2 separate regions of the Mus musculus genome follow, and region 2 is linked to region 1. The links are chromatin contacts, called in public Micro-C maps. All regions are on one chromosome and are shown on one strand. Each heading gives the region's core, a stretch centred on a gene start, on an enhancer-like site or on the middle of the called end of the contact. The rest is flanking DNA. Distances are from core to core; before and after follow the strand shown. Region 1 holds the start of Arsj (arylsulfatase J). Region 2 overlaps Ank2 (ankyrin 2, brain).

Region 1 (4,272 bases), core at 379-2,878:
ACAATCAAAACAGATTGGGAAGTAGCAACCACGGAGGTCTCTGGTTGATGGACGAGTGTAAAAATACTGACACCATTCAAAAGCTCACAGCTGGCTGTCAGGGAAAGGAAAGGGAGGAGATTAGGGCCGGGGTATTGACACTAATGCGAGGGGCTGTTCATTCATTCATTCATTCATTCATTCATTCATGCATTCTCTTGTTCATTCATTGGATTGTTTCCCACATACTTTTAGATCCTCTCTTAAATTAGAAACCAGTTTTAAATAAAGGCCTAAGAGTTTTCCAAGTAATACATAAAAGTGGTAACACTTACTTTCCGGTAATAAACTGGCTCCTGGACGGTGTGCAAATAGGCTGGACATAGTAGTTCTCTAGCTTAACTCCTTCTGCAGCGAGTTTATCAAGGGTGGGCGTCTTTATCTCAGATCCGTGGTAACCCACATCTCTAAATCCCTGATCATCAGCTAAGATAAAAATGAGATGGGGCTGGGAGGTGCCTGCTGTGCCTGCTTCAGGTCTCTCATCAACTTGAGCTTTTAGGGACCCCTCCTCTTCTAAGTCCTGGCCCCAGCACAGGTAGCCATAGGTGAGCAGGCTGAGGACCGAGAAGCCTGCCAGGGCACCCATCGCTAAGAACTTTCCAGACCAGGCCCAGGCCTGTGGAGATAGCGGAGGCAGAGGCTCCGCACTGTCCCTGGGGGCCATTCACTCTGGTCCCACAGGAGACTCCACAAGCAGAACCCTGCCCCCTTTGCTGCTGCTGGTCCACTCATACATGCGAAGGGGTAGAGACAGCTGAAGGAAGGCTGCGAGGGAATCCTGCTCCCTTCCCCAGATGCCACCACTTCCCACAACTTCAATCCTCTGGAGGTAACGGTTTAACTCATGAACATTGGAAAAACTAGAAGGGAGCAGATGTCCTCTTCACTGACTTGCAGTTCTTTACTTTTCAATTTTTCTTTTACCTCCTAACATCACCCGGCAGCTTGCAGGAAAGAAAAAAAAAGTTAGCATCTTCACCCAAAAGTTCTCACGAAGAAATAATAAAAATAATAAAGGACAAGAAAGGGACTGAGAGCCACACAGGACAGGAACGTCTGGCAGTCATATCATCCTCCACATCTTCGGGGAGCAGGACTGTGTCCATGCGCAGGCAAGCACCAGGCGTGGTGGGACTGACATCGGTCCAGCGTTCCAGGCACCCGGGAAGCCTTGCCAAGTTGCCCCAAGGAACCCCTTGCTTATGGATGAATGACAGGCTGAGCCGAGGGGACCTTCTTCCTGCTGGCCGCTACTCCTACCTTTTCAAGGCTAGTTCCCCATTTTCCGCTGAGCGTTTGTCAATCTTCTTGACCCCTCTCCGGGCCCCCGAAGTGAGAAAGGATCCTGCCCCAGCCGGCCTCCTCTTCAGCAATTCCTTCTCTACCCCGAAGCGCTTGGGGACATTCACAGAGTCCTGGGCGGCGATCGCAGAGCGCACGTGTCCCCTGTGGGTGCTGCAGCTGCTCCAGCGTGCCCTTGGGTGGCTGACTTAGTTCTAGCCATCTGTGCTTTCCTCCTCTGTTCGCCAGGCAGTCGCAGCCGGAGATCCATGCTTGCTGGTTGAGGGCGGGCCCAGGCCGGGGAGGCGCTGGCTCTCCGCCCTCCTTTCTGCGAGGAAAAGGATGGACCCGAGAAGGGCGGCTTTGCTGCGGGGCGGCTCCCTGGGGTCCCCAGTGAGACTCCTCAGTGCAGGTGAAAGACCATCTTTCTGTGGGTCTGCCCATAGACGATGCCCCTTGTCCATCCCGAAACGTTGGAAGCTACTGGAGCGAGTGAGAAGAGAGCAGGAGAATCAACAGATGGCACAGAACACTCTGTGGCTGGTTTTCCTTCATTGCTCAACTACTGCACCCCCCCCCCTTCCACCCGCCACCCATTCCCATCCCTCCCTGGCTTTGCCGTTTCTTTTCTTTTCTCTTTATTTTTACTGACAGCCACAAGTGCAACTTTTAAACTAGTACTTTTTCTGTCAACAGTTGACTTTTCCGGTCTCATCACTCTCTTCCTTAGTGAAGATGTTAAGAATGTAGGCTTTCTGCCTCTCTCCAAACTTGGTTTTTCCCGCCAAGAATGTAGAAAGAGAGGAAGGTTACACCCCGAAGAAGGAAGCCCATCTGTCGCATAGTGTCGAGTCAGCGATTCATGCGCTAACCTGGAACTTACTACATACCTGATGGTAACTCTGAGCATCTGATGCTCCTGTCTCCACTTCCCCAGACTGTAAGATTTCTCGAAGCCAGGTTCATATAGTGTTGAGTGAACACACACACACACACACACACACACACACACACACACACACACCCTCGGCGTACTGTCATATAATGTTGAGTCAACCCCATGCCATCTGCCAGCTGAGCTCTGCCTCCAGCCTTTGGATTTGTTTTGTAGTGAACATAATATCACCGTGTATTCTCTTCTCATTCCTCCCCTCTCTCTCCCTTTCTCTCTTTCCATTTATATCTCCTTTCTTTTGTTTCTCTCCTCTCCCTACAATAAAAGATTGCTTTCACTGAGAAAACATACTTTATTTTTTACCATAGTTAGAACCGTTTAAAACACTGCCCAGAGGCAGGATCTTTATAGAAGAGGCATCAATGCCAAAAGCGGTGTATATATATGTTATTCCCAATGTTTTCAACACTTTCTTACTGAACACCTAGTATAGCCTGGCATACAACATGCAAGATTCAATTAATGACTAAGTCATAATTCCAAGTTTCATTTAGCTGTTACTTTTAATTCCCTTCTGCTATTACACAGTTCCTGTCAACTTTGCAGGCAAACTTGGTGAAATGGAAACTTAAACTGGGAGACAGAATGCTGTTTCATGCAGCTAATTTTGCCAACATGAGCAGGCAGTGGCTTATTCTGGCTGCTTCCAGGAGAGACGTTGAGATTTAGAAGACATGCTTAGAATTGAGAGTAACAACTCTCTAAGTTTAAATTTCCAAACATTTAAAAAGAGTCAGTTCTACTGGGAGATTAAAAGCACAGAGAGGTAGGGATTCCGACTTCACTGGTCTAGTGGGGTGGGTGCTGGAGTGGAAAAGATGTACACACTCCAACAGACCCAGCTATTTTCAGTTGGAGAGCTAATGAGTAACATGGCAGGAGGGTCGTCTGTGTTTCCATGTGACAATAACAAGCATTTCCAATTTAGATTTTTGGCAAGAATTTTCTTTAAGCCAACATTTATGCAATACTTCCTGTGAGCTAACCATTGTACCCTAAACATGGACACACTTATGCATGCTCAAGTACCTCTTATACTTCATTATTCTAGACTAGCCCCGAGGAACATTGTTCCACTTGATAACAGTGGATGAGATGGGCCAGTAATAGCAGTGGAAGCAAGGAGTGAACTAAATTAGGATGTCTGGACTCTGGTAGACCCTCTACTATGGTGGAGAAGAAAGATCTCACTCAACCAAAACCTTCAGGCCCCAAGTGTTACTGTGAGAAGACATTCTGGAGAAGACAAAAACAAGGAAATTATAAAGCAAACACACCTGATGCAAGATGTGTGCGGTTAGGAGGTGAGGTACTTCAGAGGAGTGAGCTTTAAATGGAAAAGGATATTATTTTATTTGTTATCTTTCTTTTTTCTGCAGAAGTTTTGGATGTATAACTGACTTCAAAGCTCCTTCTCTTCAAAAGATTCACTTACAAATGGGGTTTCAAATCATTCCCAGCCAACAAGCACAGACTGGTCACAACTGGCAGCCAGGAGTCTATTGTCTGTGTACTTGGGTTATAAATACGGACTCGGCATTTCCTACCATAGAGTTGGAATTCATGCTCTCTTGTTTCAGACAATAGTCCCACCTCCCTCATGAAATGTCAAGTTGACATGTCTGTGCAGCTTAGTAGTCTTCTCACATTAGAACCAACATTCTTGATTCTAGCAATCAGTTGTTTCCATGGAATCTTGTCTTAGGTTTATTTTGGTTGGGTATACTTAATTATAAATAAACCCCATTTAGTTATAGAATGGCCATATGTCTTGGCTACTGTTCTATTGGTGTGAAGAGACACCACAAGTAAGGCAACTAAAAGAACAAAGCATTTCACTGGAAGCTTGTTTACAGCTTCAGAGTGCTAGTCAATTATTATCATGCTGGCCGGCAGGCAGGCATAGCATGGTACTGGAGAGTAGCTGAGAGCTAACATCTGATCCTTCACAAAGTGTAGGCAGAGATGATAGAGATGGAGACAGAGACAGAGAC
Region 2 (4,301 bases), core at 1,786-4,285, 560 kb before region 1:
ATGCCATCAAATGAAAAATACAATTCACTTAATATCTACTAGAGTGAAAGGTTTGGGGAAAGGGAGAAGGAAGCAAGGATGTTCAGAGGGAAGCTGTAAGTATTATGGAAGAAGTAAATTTTTAGAATACACGATTGTCCCAGTGAGTGTTTCCAGGTTTGACCATGGTCAGAACTTCAGCTTCTAAACACTGGGAATTCATTAGGAAAATGCTTGTCCTTCTCTGTTGCTGGATTTGAAGGTCCATGACTTCCCAGATATGGACACAGGCTCAGGAATCCCAGTCCCTTATCTAACACTTTTAATAATAATAATAAATAATAATAATAATAATAATAATAATAATAATAATAATGTGGGATGTCGTTAAAATCCTCTAAAGTCAATTTTTCTTATTTGTCATAACTATGATAGGATAGTATGTACGTAAAATATACTCAACACATATTTGCAGTTGAAGCATTATTCTCACAGGTAGAAAGCAAGAAGAATACAGAGAGAACAAATTGTAGTATCATTTTCAAGTGGGGGAATCTAAGAAAATAACTGTATGAAATAAAACAGTAAGCTATAGCATCCTTTCTCAAGAAGCTCCTCGTGAGGCGACAGGGAAGGGAGCGGCCGGCATGCAGGGATGCACAGGCATGCAGGGATGCACTGGCATGCAGGGATGCACAGGACTTAGGCATATGGAGGTCTTGAGGATACACAAGAAGTGTCAGCTCTCACAAGTCATATCTGTTTCCTTTCCCTTTCTTGCTAACTCCCAGGGAAGCTTCAGAGACCTTCCTGTTGGTAGTCCCTGTCTTGTATATTGATAGAATATCCCAGTTTTTAAAGATCTGAATCTCACAGGAAAGTGCTAGTAAGACAAAATTTGGGCAAAGTTGAGGTCTGCGAAGTGAATCGATTTTAAATGATTTTTCTGAGTGTGCCAGTGGTGCCTGTGGGATGGTTATTTCAGAGCAGACAAGGATCTTTCAGATCCGTGCAGCTCAACCGGAACATGAGTCATATGACCTGGCTTCTCTTTGAGAAAATAAAATGGACACACAGAGTCTTTCCCATGAAGTGTTTCTAAAAGATGAAAAAAAAAAAATCAGGTCCTTTCTGACAAGAGAAGCTCACTTGTGAGAAACTCGAGAAACATGCTAATAGAAACACATGCAAAGGTGAAACAGGAAGTTCTTGGGTGTTCAGGGAAGACAGAGCCTAATTAATCTCGTCTGCTTCCTGTAGGACAACAATGAGTAAAGCCAGGACACAGAGGAGGGCTGTGGTGAAGGACCAGCAGGGGAAACACATCACCTTGGAGCACCTGGAGGATGTTCCCGGAGCACTGGACCAAGACGACCTCCAGCGAGATCTCCAGCAACTCCTTCGGCACTTCTGCAAGGAGAACACAAAGCAAGAGGCCAAATGAGGAGCTGCCCAGTTCTCACCAGAAACCACAAACCCACTCAATATGCAACTTCCCATTTCTGCGCAGGAGTGACTGAAGTGGCCTAATTACTGGGACCCAGTGACACTTCCACTCTCAGCAAACACACAGCATCTACTTTTCCTTCTTTCTCCCTGCCCCTCTCTAACTATAAGCTAATTTGTGACCAAAGATAGCATCCTTCCTTCCGGATGCTGTATCCACTATTTTGAGCATCCGTGCTAACCTGGGAACTGGCATCTCTATTGTTTGCTTCTGCTCAAGCTCCATGAAACTCCATGAATCAGAAGAACTTCACCTGCAGACTTCTTCAAATGACAGGGGAATCCTTCCAAGGGTATCTATGTATAATGTATATAGCCGAAATTCTCAGACGAACAACAGAGTAAAATTCAAACCACTGCCTGTCATAATTACACTGGGCATCATGGAATAAAAGCCTCTAGATATTGCTGAACAATGGTTAATTATGATATTGCTAACACAATCAAATGGTAATACAGTTCTATGGAAGAAACACTTCAGACTTAGACACGTCCTTAGAACTTCCAGAGTAGCCATTTGCTCTTAAAGCCGTCAGGATCATAATCTTGAAGAAGAATCCCTAGGAGTGGTCTCTAGGACTGGTCAGCCATAGCCGTTGGCTCTTGGACTGTGGCCCTGAGGGAGAGGGAGAAGGACTCACAGGCCAGCAGATGGAAACAGCGAGGTATTCTGGTGCTAGAAGCTTCAGGGGTGGTGTTCTAGCACCTTCAGGTGTTTTTGACTTTGGACACGTTGGCAGGGTATTTTAAAAGCTATAACTACTGTAGTTTTCCGGTGTTCATTGCTGCTTTAGCAAACCACGCTGTCTTACTGGTGGTACTTTCTTCTGGCCACTGCACTGTAGATAATTCATTGGAAACAAGATTTATGCACCACACAAAAGGTTAAATGCTGTCACCATGTTGGAGTGGTTTCTTTTCTTTTCTTTTCTTTTCTTTTCTTTTCTTTTCTTTTCTTTTTCCCCACCTCCAAGTTTATCTTTCCTCTAATACCTGCATGTAGCATCACACACACACACACACACACACACACACACACACACACACACACATCTTCTCATTACACTAATGGTTTTCACTCTGAGTCTCAACTTTCTCGCCATGTCTGCTCTTCAGCTTGCAGATGAGATTTTGGGAAATCCTTGGAAAATTTGGTTCTCATTAATTTTTTTTTTTGGTTTATTTATTCAAACCCCAGTCACTCTTGGAAACTGAAGTGCATTTGTGTGACTTTCTGTTTGTTTTAGAGAAGGGACAATGACAGTCTGAGTGCTCCCCATGCCCTATGTCGAATCCCCCTAGTGATTGAAGCTGTGTAGCATTTTAACATATATATATAAATATATTCACAAATATATTCATATAAACAGTATACGTTTTGAATCAGTTATTTGTTAAAGAAAGTATATTCAATGAAGATGAAATTAAAAAGAAAAAGAAAGAAAGAGAGAAAGAAAGAAAGAGAGAGAGAGAAAGAAGGAAAACAGCCTACCCTCCAGAGACTGACATTTTTCCAGTCCTATCTAGCCTTTTCCTGTGTGCAGAACTGACTCATTGCTCGGAATGTCAGACACAAACACGACAAACAATAGCACTTCATCTTTTTGAGTAACATTGCCAAGAGAAGAATTTTCCTGGGAGAGAGGTTTCCCATCAGGCAAATCTCCTGAGTCCCCGGCACTAGCACTTTCTGGGGGACTGTGTAGAAACAAAGTGTTCTTTGGCATCCAAACTGAGAGAGAGAGGCAGGTGGCAGCCCTTCTTGAGATATGAGGTGGCCATCTTATCAGATCTTTGCCCTGGAGCTCATGAAAAGCCTTTCTGTTGTGTTATTTGCAGTGCAGATGATGTCCTTGTGGCAACTTAATGGTTCTTCACTTTTTTTTCCTTCAATTTTAATTTTTTTTTTTTTTGCTGTGTTATCAAAAACTTGAATACTGTGAGAAGTGAATTTTCAGTTGATGAATCAGCATCTTGTTCCCATGGTGATAACACTAATTGAATATATCTATGAGGGCATGTATTAGTTATTGGAAAACAATACAACACTAACAATACATAGCTGCAATGTTGTACAATGGCTGATTTAACTAAATAAAATGTATAAGTGTTAAGTGTTGCAGTGGTGGTTTTGTCCTTCTTTATGACCAGTCTATTTTAGGAGAATCAGAGGTTGTTAAATGAGGTCAACATGAAGCCAACAGAAACACATGAATTACCTTTGTTTTTCCTTTGTGATTTTATTTAATAATATTCTGAGAGGCCAAACGGTAGCATGTGGACTAGCTCACCACAGCCCTGAGGAACTTTTATTCTTACTGTTACTCAACTGGGCAAAACAAGACATTTTTTAATGAATTTTTTTAAATTTTGAGGCTATCTAGTAAATGAAAAGTAGGAGCTTTTAAGGATGTTGAGGGAAGGGAACTGGGGAATCTGATCAGTAACACAGAGGGCAAGGCCACAGGAATTTGATCCATTTATGTATAATGACAGCAGTATGAGACAGACTTTCGGGACAGCAGTAAACCCTGGCATTTCCTTTTTTGTTTTGCAGCCAGAGAACAGGAAATTAAAGGAATATATTCATACAAAGACAAGGCAGGAATATTCAAATTGTAATCCTTTGGAGTGTTTGGGTTTTAAAAAGCAAAACAACAAAATCGCATTATCAATCATTCTCTCTCTCTCTCTCTCTCTCTCTCTCTCTCTCTCTCTCTCTCTCTCTCCCTCCCTCCCTCCGTGTGTGTGTGTGTGTGTGTGTGTGTGTGTGTATGTGTGTGTCCCCTGTCTGTCTTGTATGTCTACAGTGAAAG

The links. A called contact is a pair of places that touch in the nucleus more often than the background predicts.
Region 2: a contact with region 1 is called in a Micro-C map of muscle stem cells, with 6 times the contacts expected there. The contact joins the enhancer-like site here to the promoter of Arsj in region 1. A contact is called at or near these places in 5 of 39 promoter capture datasets (the 3T3-L1 cell line, the C10 cell line, cranial neural crest and 2 more), 1 of 15 datasets of contacts at CTCF or cohesin (pro-B cells), 1 of 484 Hi-C or Micro-C datasets (muscle stem cells) and 1 of 9 other capture datasets (liver).

What each region holds. Positions count from the first base shown.
Region 1 is chr3:126,361,208-126,365,479 of GRCm38.p6, reverse strand. Arsj (arylsulfatase J) reads right to left here and starts at 1,628. Exons shown (of 2, transcript NM_173451.3): 1 at 315-1,628. The coding sequence starts at 706.
Region 2 is chr3:126,920,910-126,925,210 of GRCm38.p6, reverse strand. It overlaps Ank2 (ankyrin 2, brain), which reads left to right. Exons shown (of 48, transcript NM_001327938.1): 48 at 1,240-3,604. The coding sequence ends at 1,254. Among named protein-coding and RNA genes, the nearest start is that of Gm25501, 82 kb to the left of the region's middle. Within about 2 kb of position 3,035, at least 61 of the 459 cell types and tissues checked have an H3K27ac peak or open chromatin away from gene starts, as enhancers often do. A contact at or near this core is called in muscle stem cells, where this site is marked.